Linked DNA regions of Sus scrofa: region 2 is linked to region 1. Evidence: chromatin contacts called from public Hi-C data. All regions are on one chromosome and are shown on one strand. Each heading gives the region's core, a stretch centred on a gene start, on an enhancer-like site or on the middle of the called end of the contact. The rest is flanking DNA. Distances are from core to core; before and after follow the strand shown. Region 1 holds the start of ALS2 (alsin). Region 2 overlaps KIAA2012.

Region 1 (5,566 bases), core at 2,277-4,776:
CAGATAAACCTAAAGTCTTTTCCATCCTTGTTATGGCCTAGAGGATCTGTCCTCAGTACCAGATCATAATCTACCTGAGCTTGTCTTGTCGCCTAGCTTTCAACAAGTTCTCATCAACTCTAGTCTCATTCAGCCTCCTTCAATCTCTCTCATTCAGCTCCTGGCCACACTGCCCTCCTAGCCTTCACCATTACTTGTTCCTTGTGCCTGGAGGAGTGTCAGATATTCACATGGCTCATGCCCTCACTTCCTTTTAGATCTCTGTTCAGATGTCTTCTAAGAAGAAAGGCTCACCCTGCCCACCTTATAATACAATTGCACTCTCTCCCGTCTATTCCTTTATCTTTCTTTACTGTTCATAACAACAACAGCATTTACATAGCACTTATGTGCCAGGTACCATTCTAAGCACTTTATATTTAATCCTCATATCACCCTATAAAGTAGGTGACTTTACTATCCCTGTTCTATGGATGAAGAAGCAGAGGTACAAAGAGGTTAAATGACTTGTGCCAAAGTCATAGAGCTAGTAGTAAATGCTAGAGCTGAGATTTGAACCCAGGCTGTCTGGCTTCAGTATATGCTTTTAGATACTACACTATTTTGCCTCTTTGTAGCCCTCATCACCACCATATTTGTTTATTATTGCTCACTATTCCCATTTGTTTCAGTTATTGCTGTGTACCCAACCATTCCCAAACTTCATGGCTTAAAGCAACAAGTTACCCTTTCTTGGGAAATTGGGTCAGGAATTCAGGGAAGGCTTAACCAGGCGGTTATGCTTCCCTTGATGTTGGCTGGTATCACTCATTCAGCTGCATTCAGCCAGTAACTGGGCTGGCCTGGAAGGTCCAGAATGCTGGCCCCTTAATGCTCTTCCATGTGGCTTATCTCTGCACAGTGTCTCTTCTGAATCTGTGGTATAGTTGGAGCACCTTTAGAGCATGGCACTGGCTTCTCAGAGGGGGATGTGGAAGCTACCAGTTCTTTTTAAGACCTTGATTCAGAAGTCTCAGAACCTCATTTCTACCACATTTTATTAGTTAGGGGAAAAAAAAAAAAAACACAAGGCTAGCCCAAATTCAGGTGAAGAGGAATAGACTCCATCTCCTGAGGTCAAGAGTGGAATCTGTATACATGAGAGGAGGAAGTGATGGCTGCCATTTCTGGCGACTGTCCTCCAAACCGCCAGAGTGCAAGAACCATGACAGCAGGGACTCGTCTGTTTGTTCCTTGTTGTGTCTCTCTAGTGCCGAGGACAGAAGTGTTTATTTAGCTCATGTATTTAAGAGACAAGCGAAAGAACGAGTCTCAAAAGCTAAAGGAAAGGTCTGAGGAGTAGAAGGAAAACCCAGAAGAAATGGGTCCCAGAAGTCAAGGTGAAAAACAGGGAAAGAAAGATAAGACTGAAAACTCTATGCTTTTTTTTTTTTTTTCTCACATTGGAAAGCTTTAAAGATAAGTTTGAAAAGTTACAAGTTCAGGAGTTCCCACTGCAGCTCAGCAGTTACCAACATGACTAATATTCATGAGGATGCAGGTTCGATCCCTGGCCTTGCTCAGTGGGTTAAAAATCCCGCATTGCCGTGAGCTGTAGAGGAGGCCAGCAGCTGCAGCTCCAACTGGACCCCTAGCCTGGGAATTTCCATATGCTGGAAAAAAAAAAAAAAAAGAAAGAAAGAAAAAGTTACAAATTCAAATGGTATAATAGGGCATGCAGTGAAAAATGGGTTTTCTTCCTGCCTCTGTTCCCAATTCTCCTGCCCAGTGTCAGTCACTTTTTTTTAATACATCCTTTCAGAAATAAGATAGGCATATACAGAGACAAGGAACCTCTCTTTCTCTCTCCTATGAAAAGGCATACATAACATGCAATTGGTAGAATACAATACACATTATTCAGCATTTAGCTTTTTTCTCTTAAACTAACATCCAGATTATTCCATATCATACATATAGATCATCTTGTTTCTTTTAAATGACTTCATAGAAGTCACAGAAGTTCCATTCTTAGACTGCATCATTAGATTTCAAGATTAGACGGTACTTACTGGTTTCAGTAGACCTGACAAAGTAAAGATTGTAAAGTGGGATGAGGAAGATTGGGAAGTCAGAAAGTAAAGGTAGAAAAGTAGGTTGCAAAAGAAAGGAGGATAAAGGAAAAAAAAATTAAAGACAGGATATGCTGGAACTGGCTTACATCTTTAGAGGAAGAGTAACAAGAGACAGTGAGATTGAAAACACACAAAAAGGGATAAGTAATGGAGCATGCCTCTAAGGGGATTGGATGGGATTCATCTTGAGAGACAGAGCACTTACAAGGAGAAAGAGGGAGAAGGAAAGGAAGGCTGGGGTTGCAGGTAGGGTTTGTAACAGTGGCTGGTGGGAGTTAAGGAAATTCATTCCTAGTGGCCTCATTTTCCTCAGAAATGTAGGAGGCAATGTATTTTTATTTCTAAAAATTTTACCAAAGAGGGTGGGTGGGTAGAGTTGGGTAAAAAGTTAGGAGTGTGTGGGTTGGGAATAGCAGGGAATGGGGATAGAAGAAATTCTGAGTAGCAATCTGTTAAGGACAGTTTGGGGCTTAGCAAGACTGCCTGACCACGTTATTTCCAGCACTGGTGCAAGAGTGAACAAGGTTAGCTGAATCGTTGCAGGACAACTGTTTTGCAGGTGATGGAGGGCCAAGGAGGCAACTGAGTTGAGGATGTTGGTGAACCTACTAAACCATGTATGCAGTATGCACAGGAGCTTCAGACCCTGACTGCACATCTGTCACTGATGGTCTGAACACGGGTTTGCAGGCCCAGAGATGGCACACTGCCTAGCAGTAGAGTTTACACCCACTATGGGCCAAGAGTGGCGGCTTCGGAAAATCTTCATGAGGGGACTTCGGGGGTGAGAGTTGAGTCGGGGTAGGGCTATGGCTCCAACAAGCAGACGTCGTGAAACTGTGCTGGGCAAACTGGCTTTACTCGGATTATATATGGAAGAGTCCAGTGGGGATCATAGGAGAAGCTATCTCATACCCTCCTACCACACTCCATCATCTGGGGTCGCAACTAAGTAGCAAAATCAGTGTGGATACTAGCGCTAACGGCGCCGCGTGGCGATGACGTCATTCCCGGGGGAGGAAGTGACTACTTTAGGGTACAGTCCATAGAAGAAGTCTGAAGACATTTTAGCCTTTTCACTGTCAAGAGTAGCGAACTTACCGTTCGGACTCCTGCAGTTTGAGGTGGCAGCAAAATATCTGCAGCTCCCAACCTCTCTCTTCACCATCTGTTACCATGGAAGCGATCGGATAATTAGGTCCCGGCGACGCCATGTTACGTCATTGCTCAAGTGCATCCCAGGCATATATACTCTGCCTGGTCCTAAAGAAAAGGCAGCACTCCTGGGAACGTTGCCCACAGTGCCTAACGCCTCTTGAGTAATTTTGATCCCTACAAGACGCCGTTGCCATCTAACCCCACCCAACTTCGGGGGTGATCCCCCTCCCGTTCTCCACTCCGCAGCCCCGCCCCTGCCCGGAGGCCCCGCCCCCCGTGAATCAGCTGATCTCACGCACCCGCCGGGCTGCCAGGCTCGCGCCGGATGCAGACAGTGGTGCTGCCGGTGGAGCGTCAGGTGAGCGAGCGCGGGTCCCGGGTTGGCCCGTGGTTTCCGATGGCTGACCGGCCGGGGCCTCCAGTGTGCGAGAGGCCGGGTCTGGGAGGAAGGCGGAGGCGCAGGCCGAGGCCCGGGAGGGCGCTGCGGCGACCCACGGAGACGACGCCGGCGTTCTCTCAAGCCGGCGTCTGACCCACTGCGTCTGCCTGTCTGTGAGCACCCGACGGCCCCAGGTTCTCTCACTCGCTCCGGTTCCTCCCTCCCAGGACCGGGCGCCACTTCAGAGATCTCAGCCTGGTGAAATACCTTCACGCCCCCCTTCCCGCCTCCACCCACGCTGCTTTCCACCCATTCATTCAGGAAGATGTATTGAATGCCCACTCTAGGCACCGAGCAGATAAACCGAGGTCCTTGGCCGCGAACCTTGGTGAGAGTCTCAGATGGGTTTGCCCTTGGGTGCAGATCGTGGTGGAGAGTGGATCCAGGGTTTCCATGCTTTGAAAGGGCTGTTGAGGAAAAAGAAAATGAGTTTGATGTTAAGAATTAGTAGTTCAGCAAAGTCTTTTGACGTGTCAGGTGATCCAGCAGAGGGTGGTAAGTTCTTTTGAGAAGTGAAGGTAGGAAAATAATATAGGGGCTATCGTGAGGAACTGGTCCTGAGGCTGGCATAGGTCCTCTGGGTAATAGGGCTATTTTGGAAGCAGACAACTGTAGGTTGGCAGAAGTGGTGGTGTACTGCTTAGAGCTTTGTTGATGGGGGAAAAGGAAAAACACCCAGGCTGAAGTGGCCTATTCAAGTAGAATATTCTCATTCTGGTTGAGAATGGAAAAGGAAGTAACTGTTGAACAAAATGCAGAGCATTAGTCTAGTGCCTTTTGGATTTGTTGGTGGTTGTAAATATTTTTTAAAAGGCTTTGAAGAATAAAATTGTGTGATGTGTGTTTATTCTGAACAGGTACAGAAATTCAGCAAACCTGTTGGTCCAGTATTTTTTCGGTTTATCACAAATATAAATAATTTGAAGTGACCACTTGACCTTTGAGTTAATGAATACTCAAAGAATTTTAAAAAGTGAATTTGCTTTTGCAGTAAATTGCAGTATTTTAATCTTAATAATAGAGGCATGGTGGCGAAGATCCTAGGCTTTGGACCTGCAATCAAATACATTTACATCTTTGAATTTGGGCAAGTTTGCTTATCTACCTCAGTTTCCTTATCTCTAAATTGAGGATAAAAGTGCCTTCCATATAATAATACCTTTACGTGTTATGGTTCATGTACTGTGTTTTTTTACAGTGTCTTGCACCGTATGTAAATATTCAGTACATATCAGCTGTTTTTATAAGTCATTTCCTTTTTCACTACATCATGACCCATTGAATCATTGTTTTATAAGTGATGTGAAAGAGAACTGGATATTTTTAGAAAAGAACTACAATTCACTTTTTAAAATCAAGAAAGAGTTCCCAGATGATTTTATGACATGGGGTGTATTTAAAGAAAATATGATTTCAGGTTGGTCTGTGGTAACTTTGGTGTTTCCACTCGAGCCTTTTAATGTAGAAAATGCTGATGGACTCTAGCTGGCTTAACTATATTAGTTTCCAAACGGTGACTAGTATTGGCAGATTTAAGAATTATAGTTATAGCAAGAAATGTTAAAAATTGTTGCACAGTGTTAACGTTTGATAAGATAATACAGAAAGTAAAGTACCAAACAAATGATTTTGGTGGGGGGGGTGGGATTTGAGTGGCACTATGTGAGCCTCTTATTTTTTATGTTAATTTACACAATGCGAACTGGAATCCCTTCTCTCCAGACTTCAGCCTTTCAGAATTTAGGTTGTCACTGACTGACTTTGGGCATTTTGACCGTTAAAGAAACAAAAGGTATAGTAAGAACTTTATTGAGAACTGATTTTAGTTTTCATGTGATAAGATGGACAGAGTACT
Region 2 (5,347 bases), core at 2,119-4,618, 340 kb before region 1:
AGATGGAGAGGCAGGCAGTTAACTCTCCCAGGCAGCCCTGCTAGGCACACTCTGACTTATCAGCCTCAAAAAACCATCTCCAAGAAGAATGCCTGGCGATGCTGCACAAGACCCAAAGCTTTTCCAGAGAGACAAACATCAAATCATGGCAACCAACAGCAGGCAGTGTTCTGAGCTGATGTGAGTTGTTAGAGAAATGTCAGCTGAACTTCCACATCATTTCACTGGAAATAGAACAAGTGCCGTGTCCAAATTCTACTTAGAGGCGTTTTCTAGCCAGGGCAGATTTGTCTAGAAATTGTTTTTGAGGAGTCACCATGTGCCAGGAACTGTGCTCAACATGTGGGGGACTAGGTTGGGTAAAGCAGAATAAGAAAAAAAAAAAAATCTGTCCTAAAAGATGAATAACTTGTTCCGTTAAATAACAGCTAAAAGTTCAACAAAAGGCAGGGTATGGTTCAGAAGGACACTGAAACAAAGGGTTACCTTTGTATCCCAGCACAAAAACTTAGTGTGTCTACAGGTGTTCTTTTTTTCTCTTGAAAGAGGAAGACTGAAAGGGGATACGAACACCATCTGTGAAACCACCAAGGAAACAGATGGGGTAAACATAGGTTTATTCAACCTAAATCCTTAGCGTGATAGAATTACAGCCTACTCTTTGAAATCTGAAAGAGATAAATTTGGGACACATAAGATCAAATATGAATTTATACTGTTGTAAACTCACAAAACCTGAACTCAAGAGATAGTACAGGTCGAAATAGAAGTGGCTTTGTCAAATGGGAAAAAAGGACATCATTCTTGTTTAGCAGGATTTTTAGGATGCTACCAAAGTTCTGATCCCTGCAAAGCAACAAGACAAAACCCAAGATAAAAGCAAGTGAGAAAGGATGTTTGCTCTCCCTAACAAAGGAAGAGAAAATGGACAATGTCAAAACTAGTGAGATGGTTTCTTTCTTATTTTAAACAAAGAGACACAATGATTCTTGGGAATCTAATTAAGGTTTGAGCTTGTACTTTGATACTTTGTATTGACAGCCTCTCTGCCCTGACAACTCCATTAAGGAGTGGGCTCAGGGTCCATCTCCTCCCAAGCTTGCATAGATAGATTTGGATGGATTAGAGGGCTTCATATTTTGAGATCCAGACTTTTCAGAAAAATAGGTGATTTGCCCCTCACCTCCTTAAAGCCTAGGATCAGAGGCATAAAATGCTGAAAAGGGGTTGTTGAATTCTTACAAGAGAATTCTGATGGCCCTATCCAATAATCTAATACAAACCTAATTAAGGTTAAATAATTTAAACAGCAGTTAAAAAAAATAATGACACTGTGGTGTTGACCCTTGTTTCACTTGCTGTATACCTGCTGTTTGCTCCTGGTCATTTTAAGCCAGCTCTCCTCATGATCCATTATTCCTCTTTACAGGGAGAATTTTGGAAAGAAAAGAAAAACAATGAAAAATGAAGCAGATAAAATAAAAACCAAAAATGTAGCCCAACATAGCCATCATTTCAAACACTATTATTTGCAGGTCTTTAAAGACACAGCAATTTTTTTGCACAGTTGAGGTCACAGTTGACATCACTTTGATTTCCACTTTTAAAATGGAATCGGTAGTTCTCAACGTGGGGTTGGGGCTGGGATGTGTGTGATTTTTGCCTTCCAGGGGACATTTGGCATGGACTGGAGACACTTTTTGACTGTCACTAGTGGCCGTGTGTGTGTGTGTGTGTGTGTGTGTGTGTGTGTGCGCGCGCGCGCGCGCGCCACGTGCGCGCTCGCGCTACTGGCATCTAGTGGGTAGAGAGTTGGGATGCTGCTTAGCATCCTACAATGCATGAGAAAGCTCCCACAACAAAGACTATCTGGCAATGGTGTTGAAGTTGAAAAACTCTGTGTTAAACCTTTTGTATTAAATCAAAGCTTCTAGGAAAAACAAACATTATTTTTTAATGCCTGAATTAAATCCCACACAATTAATTTAATAACGTCTCTGGCTGTTTCCAATTTTTTTGTATTACAGATAGTGCTGCAATGGCCACCTTCACCCATTTTTTTTTTTTTTTCTGCTCAGCTATTTCCTTAGGATAAATCCCCAGAAGTCAGAAATACTGAATCAATGGATATGAAAATTTTCCATGTTTCACAAGTCATACTGCCATTTTGATTTACAAGCGAATTGAACCAAACTACAACCCATTGGAAGTGTGTTAAGTGTATCAGTTTTACCAATACCTCAGCAGTACTGAGTGTTACCATTAAAAAAAAGGTGAGAGAAGGCACAAATCTCAAATCTCAAATAAAAATGGCACCTCCAGTTTGCCTCAATTTATTTATTTATTTATTTTTTCAGTTTGCCTCAATTTAAACTGCTACTCAGACAAAAAATTTGCTATTCAGGATGAATCTTGTTTGTTCTCTATTATTTTTGACATGAATTGTTTATGTCTCCTGCTTCTTTTTCTAACTGGTTTTCAATGTTTTCCTTTTAAAATCGCTCATAATCTTTACCGAGCATAGCTAGTCATGCTGTTGCAGTTAATGCAATTATTTTTCTTCCTTTTTTAAAAGTTTTACTTTCTCCTCACTCACGATAGATATATTAACACTCCTGCTGGAATTTTCATTTACAATTTTAATGCTCTTTTTAGGTGCTAGTAACCTCACGCAACCTTTGGCCTCTACATAGAGAGGCCCTGGGGAAGAGGAAAAGCTTCTCTAGTGATTGATGTCAGCCACCGAGCTAAGAGCAGGGCTTGGACTCTGACCGTATCCCGGGAACTAATTTCCCTTAATCAAATGAAAGACCTTAGGAGGAGCCACAAGGCAAAAAGGAAAATCTATGTGAAGGAGAATACCAAATTCTGTGAGGAGCGTGGAGGACCTGCATTCAAAAAAGGGCACCATACCTTTAGGACTTCAGAACTGGCAAAGCTCCACATGCAGCTATTAATATGCAAAAAATGCCTTCATAAATACTTGATTCTGTTCACAGTGGGGAGGCAGTTCATTTGAAAGAGGAAATGGGAGCTTGGAGTTGAAACACGTCTGCTTGTCTCCTTTTTCTTTTTTCATTTCTCTTTTCATCTCCTCGTTTCTCCTAGTAGGTTTCTTCCCCCTCTTTCCCCAACTCAACCCCCTCCTGCGACTCCTAGGACGTTGTCGCCAGTCGCTACTCATTTCTGGTTTTGGTTTTACCGCCCAGGTCCGCATTCTCCACCAGGGGTGGAGGAGGTGCCTCGGCGGCGAGTCCCACCGGTTGCCCGCCCGCGTGCCGGAGGCGGAAGACGGGATCCCTCCTGCTCGCGGCCCCGGCGCGGACCGCGGCTCGGGAAACGCACAGCCGAGGGTTTAAAAACTCCAACCAGTAGGGGGCACCAGAGGCAGCCTCCAGAACTGGGTAAATCCGGGAACCCGGTCACGTCTGCAAAGCACCCGCTGGCTTTCACTCTCACCCGCCCGTCAGAAATTGCTTTCCAAATCGAGGTATGTGACTTCTCGTGAAAGCGTGGTGATGCCAAAATAGTCCACCCTTGGTGGGGGGTAGTTGCTATTTTGGTTTTGTGTTTTCACTCGAAGCTAACACACTGATAAAAAAAAAAAAGTAAAAGTATTTTGTGACTAAACTCCTAATGTGGTCCGACCCCAGGGAAGGGAGGGAGGGGGTGAATTAGGGGGCAGTTAAAGGCCAGGCGAGCAGAAACCCCTGATGCTGATAGAGATCAATTTTGTGTGACCCCCTAGCCTGCCGCAGAGTGGAAAGGCGACAGAGGGAGGGATTCACTGAATTTGCCAGTGGCTCATCAAGGTACGTAACCGAAATCTGCTGGGCAGAAATTTGTCTCTAAATCTTTTCCAGATGATTTATAGTAAACATGAAATTAGTCATTTACATAGAGTAGGTTGAGGAAGTAGTTAAAATTGAAGTGATTAATAAAGAGCCATTAGCCTCCAAAAGTACGGGGGTGGGGGAGGCGCAGAAGACACTCCCCTCCCCTAAGGCGCCCCACCCTCATTTTCTTCGCGTTTGGGGGCTAGTGGGGCGTCCGAGACTTTTCCTCAAATAACTTTCCTTTAGTGGGGCGTCTTCTTTTTTTTCCTTTTTCCTTTGGCCGGGCCAGAGGCATGTGGCAGTTCCGCGGCTGGGGATTCCCACCCGCGCAGCGGCAAAACGCCAGCAACTGCAGTGACAACGCGGGATCCTTAACCCACTGTGCCACAGGGGGACTCACAGGGGGACTCACAGGGGGCTACTTCTAAAGGAAATAAAACTTGCTTGAACAAATCAGCTGGTTCTGGTGGGAACAGCCCCCTCCTCTCACAAAGGAGGCACAGGCAATTCTCTCTCTCTCTCTCTTTTTTTTTTTTTTTTGCTTTTTAGGGTCACACCCATGGCATATGGAGGTTCCCAGGCTAGGGGTCTAATCGGAGCTACAGCTGCTGGCCTACACCACAGCCACAGTAAGGCCAGATCCCAGCCGCATCTTTGACTTACACCACAGCTCACCACAATGTGGGATCCTTCACCCACTGAGCAAGGCCAGGGATCGAACCTGCCACCTCATGGTTCCTAGGTGGGATTCGTTTTCACTGCACCCAGATGGGAACTCCCAGGCACAGGCAATTCTCAGAGCGAGCTGGTTTGTGCAGCCTCACAGGGGAAATGAGGAGACTAGAGTTTAGGACCCTCGGTCTAGTGGTCCTGTTTTTGACTGCAAGGGTAATAATTCAGTCTAGGACTTAATTTGACATGACGGAGCCACTCTTTCATTGCAGGTGATATGAGGTCTCTTAAAATACAACCATGAGGCTGTGTGAATTTGGAGTGTTTAGGGTATAGGAGGTATTCTCAAGGCCTTTGGAGTTGTGGAATTATTGAAATATAGCACAGTGTATTTTCCTCAGTCACAGACTCTCTTGAAAAAGAAAACCTTCTAGATCCCTTAGAAAGAGTGTCTTCAAAGCAGGTATGTTAAAAAAAAAAATTGTAAATATTGCTTCTGTGGTTCCTCAGTGGCAGGAAGTGTGGGCTCTGCCATGTTTTACCTCAGGGGAGGCCTGACCCTGGCCAGGGATTCAACAGTGAGAGTTCAGGTACTTCCTCAGAACTTCTCTAGGCGCATACGGGAAAACAAAACTGCTTATAATATTATTGTTTTTTAATGAGTGTGAGGGAAGAGGAGAAAGCCAGGAAGTTGGAGATTAGGGAGACATAGAGACCATGCCTGTCCCTCCTGCACAGCCCCGCTCTGCATCCAGGCTGTGGCAGGGCAGGGAGAGCCCTGGGCTGTGCTGCTTCTGCCCCAGCTTCTCTGAGACCTGGGAAGCTCTAGAAATTCCCCT

The links. Hi-C and Micro-C count contacts between places; a contact is called where the count stands out from the background.
Region 2: a contact with region 1 is called in a Hi-C map of heart right ventricle, with 4 times the contacts expected there. The contact joins the enhancer-like site here to the promoter of ALS2 in region 1. A contact is called at or near these places in 2 of 5 promoter capture datasets (fetal liver and liver) and 4 of 47 Hi-C or Micro-C datasets (embryonic fibroblasts, epiblast stem cells and heart right ventricle).

Annotation. Positions count from the first base shown.
Region 1 is chr15:105,399,112-105,404,677 of Sscrofa11.1, reverse strand. It overlaps ALS2 (alsin), which reads left to right and starts at 3,526. Exons shown (of 34, transcript XM_021076185.1): 1 at 3,526-3,630. CDK15 (cyclin-dependent kinase 15) reads right to left here and starts at 3,508. Exons shown (of 14, transcript XM_021076193.1): 1 at 3,216-3,508.
Region 2 is chr15:105,741,917-105,747,263 of Sscrofa11.1, reverse strand. All of the region lies in intron 13 of KIAA2012, which reads right to left. Among named protein-coding and RNA genes, the nearest start is that of KIAA2012, 63 kb to the right of the region's middle. Within about 2 kb of position 3,368, at least 31 of the 83 cell types and tissues checked have an H3K27ac peak or open chromatin away from gene starts, as enhancers often do. A contact at or near this core is called in embryonic fibroblasts, epiblast stem cells and fetal liver, where this site is marked.